Regions from separate parts of the Mus musculus genome. Here region 1 is linked to region 2. The links are chromatin contacts, called in public promoter capture Hi-C maps. All regions are on one chromosome and are shown on one strand. Each heading gives the region's core, a stretch centred on a gene start, on an enhancer-like site or on the middle of the called end of the contact. The rest is flanking DNA. Distances are from core to core; before and after follow the strand shown. Region 1 has its middle 64 kb from the start of Gm46687. Region 2 has its middle 11 kb from the start of Gm26314.

What was found. Capture Hi-C pulls out chosen DNA fragments and counts their contacts.
Region 1: a contact with region 2 is called in a promoter capture Hi-C map of pancreatic islet. The contact joins two enhancer-like sites. A contact is called at or near these places in 2 of 39 promoter capture datasets (both in liver), 2 of 484 Hi-C or Micro-C datasets (B cells and myocytes), 2 of 115 datasets of contacts at active chromatin or transcription factors (DN3 thymocytes and acute myeloid leukemia) and 1 of 9 other capture datasets (pancreatic islet).

What each region holds. Positions count from the first base shown.
Region 1 is chrX:12,154,721-12,157,420 of GRCm38.p6, reverse strand. It overlaps a transcript of Bcor not described here. Among named protein-coding and RNA genes, the nearest start is that of Gm46687, 64 kb to the right of the region's middle. Within about 2 kb of position 1,425, at least 56 of the 459 cell types and tissues checked have an H3K27ac peak or open chromatin away from gene starts, as enhancers often do. A contact at or near this core is called in pancreatic islet, where this site is marked.
Region 2 is chrX:11,838,313-11,841,014 of GRCm38.p6, reverse strand. No RefSeq gene overlaps it. Among named protein-coding and RNA genes, the nearest start is that of Gm26314, 11 kb to the left of the region's middle. Within about 2 kb of position 1,259, at least 59 of the 459 cell types and tissues checked have an H3K27ac peak or open chromatin away from gene starts, as enhancers often do. A contact at or near this core is called in pancreatic islet, where this site is marked.

The DNA of each region.
Region 1 (2,700 bases), core at 176-2,675, 320 kb before region 2:
AAAAAAAGCGGCCTCATGTTATGAGTTGTATTGGACCCTTCAGACCCTTCTTTGCTGCCTGCACACATCTCCCTACCGTGCCAGACAGTAAGGAGAGCCTTTCCTAGATAGGAATCTGACCAATCCTGTTCACATGAACATTATTTATATTTGGGTGTCAGTAAAATGTAGTCCACTAATGGCAGAGGACTTTCCTTTCACCCAGCCTCACCAAGAACGAGGTAGCTTGGAATCGCGTCTTGAAAAATCACCTTGAACAAAGGTGGGCTAGGAGAGTATTTCTGAAAGACCCCTGCTGTGTCCTTCAAGACCGCGGGGAGAGTGTAAAGATGCGGTGTCTGATCCCTGCCTGGAACTTGACAGTAATCCAAACGAAATGAATGCCAGCAGAGAGCCCAGTCCCCAGGCTTGGCTAGCTCTTCCTTACAGTTCTAGCACTCGGGAAACTGAAGCAGAGGATTGCCTTAAAGCCCAGGCCCACCTGGGATCCAGCGTGAGACTGTAAGGGCTGGGGGAAGCTACTCTTTCACACCACCAAGTCAGGCCTTTAAGGTTAAGGAGTCAAGAGATAGTTTGAGGCCATTTTTGCTTTAACTATCTTGTGGACAAAAACAGTGAACGTACTCTCCACTTTGCCCAAACATGCCTCCCGAGAGACCTGGGGTAACTTTAACTTCGGGGGAGAGTGCCCCCCCCCCCTTTACCCATAGGAAGGGAATACAATAATACCCTAGCAAGCATATGTGGCACTGGCGTGGTCTACACACAGGAAGCCTATTCTCCTCTGACCAACTCTATTATGAGGTGGACACTAAGACTGCTTTCCTTGCCTTAATTGTGTCGCCCCTGGGGTCCAGAACTGTTAAGCAGCTTGCCCAAAGCCCTAAGAGGGCCGTGTGGCCTCTCCCACGCTGTAGCCTGTGTGATTTAAGGGTTTTCCCCCCCTAAGGGAAAAAACCTCCCTCCCAACCCTCCCAAAATTTTGTGGCTTAAGATGCCCAACATCTTTGGCTGCCCCCCCCCCCCCGCCGGCGCAAGGAAAACTCCAGACTTAGGTAACAGAATCTACTGTGACTCGTGACTCTGCAGCACAGAAAGGGCCAAGGGAGACAGTGCAAAGGCCCCTAGCCCACCTAGCCGCATAGCATCCGGCAGTCACGTCCGCCGGAGGTGACTAGGGCCTGGGGGTAGCCGATTGCTCAGGAACTCCTTATCGCCTATCTTCAGTGGTCCTGTGAGGCTTAGGTAAACGGCCACCCGCGGTGGTGACTGGTTCGTGCAGGTCCCCCGTCTCCAGGCGCGCCCCTAGGCTCCTCCGGTGGGTCTGGCTAGATGCCCAGTGGCGCCTCCAGAAGCTCCGGTCTTCTCTCCACTTGAGGCGCCAGCCCTGAGCTAAGCTCCCCTGCTTGGAGCTGGAGAGCCCAGTTGGGACGGCTGGATCCGGTTGTTTGCCCTCAATCCAGCCCGATTACCACCAGCTCCCTATTCCCCCGAGCGCGCGCACAAACACGCTTTCCAAGCGCGCTCCAGGCCTCCACTTTCCCTTCCTCTTCCTGGCTCGCTCTGGTGCTTCGAAAGCTCGCGGCGATTGTTTGCTTCGAAGAGTCCAGGTGGGGAAGGCTGTGCCCCTCCCCCCCCCCCCCAGCCCGCATAAGTGCACACGCTGTTAAAGCCTGGGGCGCACAGCCAGGCCTATGGACTCCCTTGTCCCCCGAGAAGTGGCAGCTGCTAGAGAGGATCGATTCTACCCGTGCTTCCGAGAGACACAGGAGTAAAAATAGGAGACCTTAGCCTGTGTCTGAATTTGGGGACGGGAGAGTAAATCCTATCTCCCAAGAGGACTAGTAGGTTTGCACCGCACAGCTTATGTGGACCACAGTGTGACATCCCTACGTGTTCTGGAGAGGCTGAGCGGCCTAGGCGCACTTGGGGGCTTAGTGGTTTGGGGACCCTGGGAGAGACTGTCAGAGGGGGGGCGGAGCAGGAGTCCTCACTCCTCAAGGCAGAACACCTTTTTTGGAACCTTGAAACCCAGGGGAGCCGCTGCCATCTTCCAGTCGCGAGTCGCTCCTGAATGTTTCTTTAAGGCTCCTTCCCGGGTCGCGGCTCTCTCGCTTTCCACAGGCTAGAAAGATAAAGTCAGGGCCGGGGGTTGGGGTGGGGGACTGGCTCACACAACTGTGCTCTCGACTTTGCCTACCAAGTTCACTGTGGTCCCAGAGTGTACCCCTCCTCCCCAGGCCACACCTCGATGGGGGCCTGTCCTGTTTCCTTCCTCGTTGGTTCAAATCTCGAGTTTCATGGAGAGAGGGCACATTATATTGCCAAAGTCACTAAGTGTCCCCCCCCCCCCAAAGTCCCATAAGGATAACCTAAACACAGGATTCCCACACCCCGGGCTGATCCTTCCTCGCCTCCTGGGATTAACTGGACTCACAGGTCCATAAAACACTTCCGGCGGGGCCAGAGGGTCTGTCTGCAGAAACACTTTAAAATAGCCCTCCGTGGCCGGGAGTCGGAATTGACACAGACAATTCCTGTTTTTTTTTTTTTTTAGGCTATGAAGGGAAATCGTCTGAAGCGGGGGGGGGGGGGGGGTAGGGTAGGCAGCTTCCAGAAAACAAACCAAACCAAAACAAAAACGATGCACCATTTTAACCAAATGACACTGATTCAGGGTAGCATGGGTATTCAACGGGA
Region 2 (2,702 bases), core at 10-2,509:
CCCCCACCCCCGGAGCCCATCTCTTTCCTGTTGTGCCCTGTTGTGCCTGCAACACCCTCTTGAACCTTTTCCTCAGGTCAACACATGCACATGCAAACTCGTTCCTCCTCCCTGCTCAGGTCTCAGTGGACAGCGGATGTGACATTTTTGTGTCTGACTCTCTCAAGCCTCTCTCATCGCCTTTCGCTCCTTGCATTCTCTGAGGTAGTACATGTGAGGAAAGAGCTGTTTCAATTTGAGAAGTAGCTTGATCTCTCTCTCTCTCTCTCTCTCTCTCTCTCTCTCTCTCTCTCATCACACATGGTGTGGCACTCCCTCGGGGGCTACCCAGGGAAAAGGGAAGAAACAGTTGCAGACAAGATTTGTCCCTTTGCTCTCGATGAAGGCATGCAGGGTGAGTTTTGGAGTCATAGCCACTTAGGGGATTTTGTGTGTAGCCTGGATCTTCCAGGCGAAGGCAGAGCTGCAGCTGGCTGCTGGCATTGTCTGCAAAGCAGCCTTGAACCAGGAAGCAGGCTGGACTCATCAGGAGAAGGCATAGCCAGGATTTCCTGAAGGTTCTGGCCTCGAGCCTGTAACCCAGCACTGTCCAATAGAAATAGAACTTGAACAGCATTCAAAAGAAAACAGGCGAGGGTAATTTGAATAATATATTTTATTTATTACCATTTATCCAAAATATTACCATCTCAGTATGTAATGTAGGCAAAAAAGATATTAATGAGGTGTTCCACATTATTTTCTTGAAACTGAGCCTTAGAAATCCCCCTGCGTCTTTCACACTTAACAGCAAATCTCAATTTAGAACTGACCACATCTAAGCAAGCTCAATAGCCACATACAGCTGGTGGCAAGCATACAGTGATAGTCTAGCCTAACCAAGCCTGGAGGCCGCACTCCAGCCTGCTGCTTAATCAGTGGCATGCAAATGCCCGCTTCCAGTACACTTGAGGAGCTGGAGAGGGGCCCCGCGAAGAGCGCACAAAATCAGCCTCCCTGCGTTACTATTGCTAGCACTGTTCATCCTTAATGCGCTGGCAGAGCTGGAGTCCAGCCCTGTTGCCAGTGGCTTCCAGTTCACACACAGGGCTCTGCTGGGAAATTGTTGACCCACATTCTCTTTTCGGGGAGCTAAGTATATAGTCTCCAAGTGATCTGGCCCTGTCCCCCAGCTGGGGCCTCACCTCCTAGGTATGTGTTTCTCCCCCTTGCCTTAGGTCCCAGCACCCCTCTGGCCTGTCCCTTCTATATATAGCTCTCTGTGGTGACAGCTGGCCCTGGGATGACTCATCAGCCACCGTGGGTGTCTCCGGACGGAACCCTGAACATTTATTCATAGGGTGTTTTAGCAGCTTCTGGTCTCTTCCTATCAAGTCCTGTCTTGGGGAATTGTCCTTAAAAAAAAAAACAAAAACAAAAACGTGGAGATTGAGGATTTGATTAACAAGTAGGCCTCTAGCTGCAGCTCTCTGGGGGCTGTGCAGGCTTGACTTGGAGAAGTCTGTCAATGGTAAGGAATCAATCCCCTCTCGGATGTCTTGGATAGGAGCATTTCTCGCCTTTGTTCTGAATGCCTAACTAGCCCTGGACTGCCTTGGCAGTGGGGCCCAGGAGATTCCAGCTCCTTTCTGAAGTTTCTAGGGCTTCTCACAGGACTGCTGGTAAAGCCTATCTCTTGTTAGTGGGCCATCAAGGCAGTTGGCAATACTGGGCCAAGGAAGGCAGTTTGGCTCACCTGAGTGCCACCCTGGGCAAGTCCTTTCCCGTAGCTGAGCTTCTGATTTCTCTTTTGCATGACCACTGACCACTGTACCACTGTACCACTGTGAGGGGCCTCCTGTGACAACTGTCATTACTGTCCAGCCAGACCTATTACTTCTGTTTCCCCCAAAACAAACCAAAGTGAGGATTTGTAGGGGAATCCAGACACACTATAAGGGCAGAGCAGAAGTAGGGTGAGAAGGGGAGAGAGCCAACCAATTGTAAAGTTCTCTACAAAGTGCCTTACTCAATTTGGGCTACTACAGCCAAAAACCATAGGCATGGTAGCCGACAAGACATTGAAGTAGTCCTCACAGTTTTAGAGGTTGGGGGTCAGTTCTGGGGAGACTCCTTTCTAGGGTGTTCCTCCTTGCACCCTTGTATGTGTAAAGAGGGAGGAACTCTGAGGTCTCTTTGGCCAAGGTACTAGACACATTGGGCAGGGTTCTACCACCCTCACCAGAGTGCATCATCTCCCAAAGGTCTCATCACCTTAAGAGTTGAGATTTCCCTTCATGAATTTAGAGGACAGACCATTCCTTTTGTAACAAGAGACTCACCCTAGCTTCAGCCCATAGTGAGTTCTGGAGGGGGAAGTTACACGACTCATCTGTCTTAAATGTTGGAATGAATCAGGCCTTTCTGGCAATCAGGAACCCTACTGTTGAGTTACTTCCCATGTGTGTGTGGGGGGGTATGTGTGTTGTGGTGTGTGTGTATGTGTGTGTGTGTGTGTGTATGTGTATGGTGTGTGTGTGTGTTGTGTGTTGTGTGTTTGTGTGTGTGGTGTGTATGGTGTGGGTGTGTGTTGTGTGTTTGTGTGTGTGTGTGTGTATGGTGTGTGTGTGTGTTTGTGTGTGTGTGTGTGTGTGTGTGTGTGTGTGTGTGTGTATTTGAGATAAGGTCTCACTATGTAGCTTTGGCTGGCCTGGGACTCACTA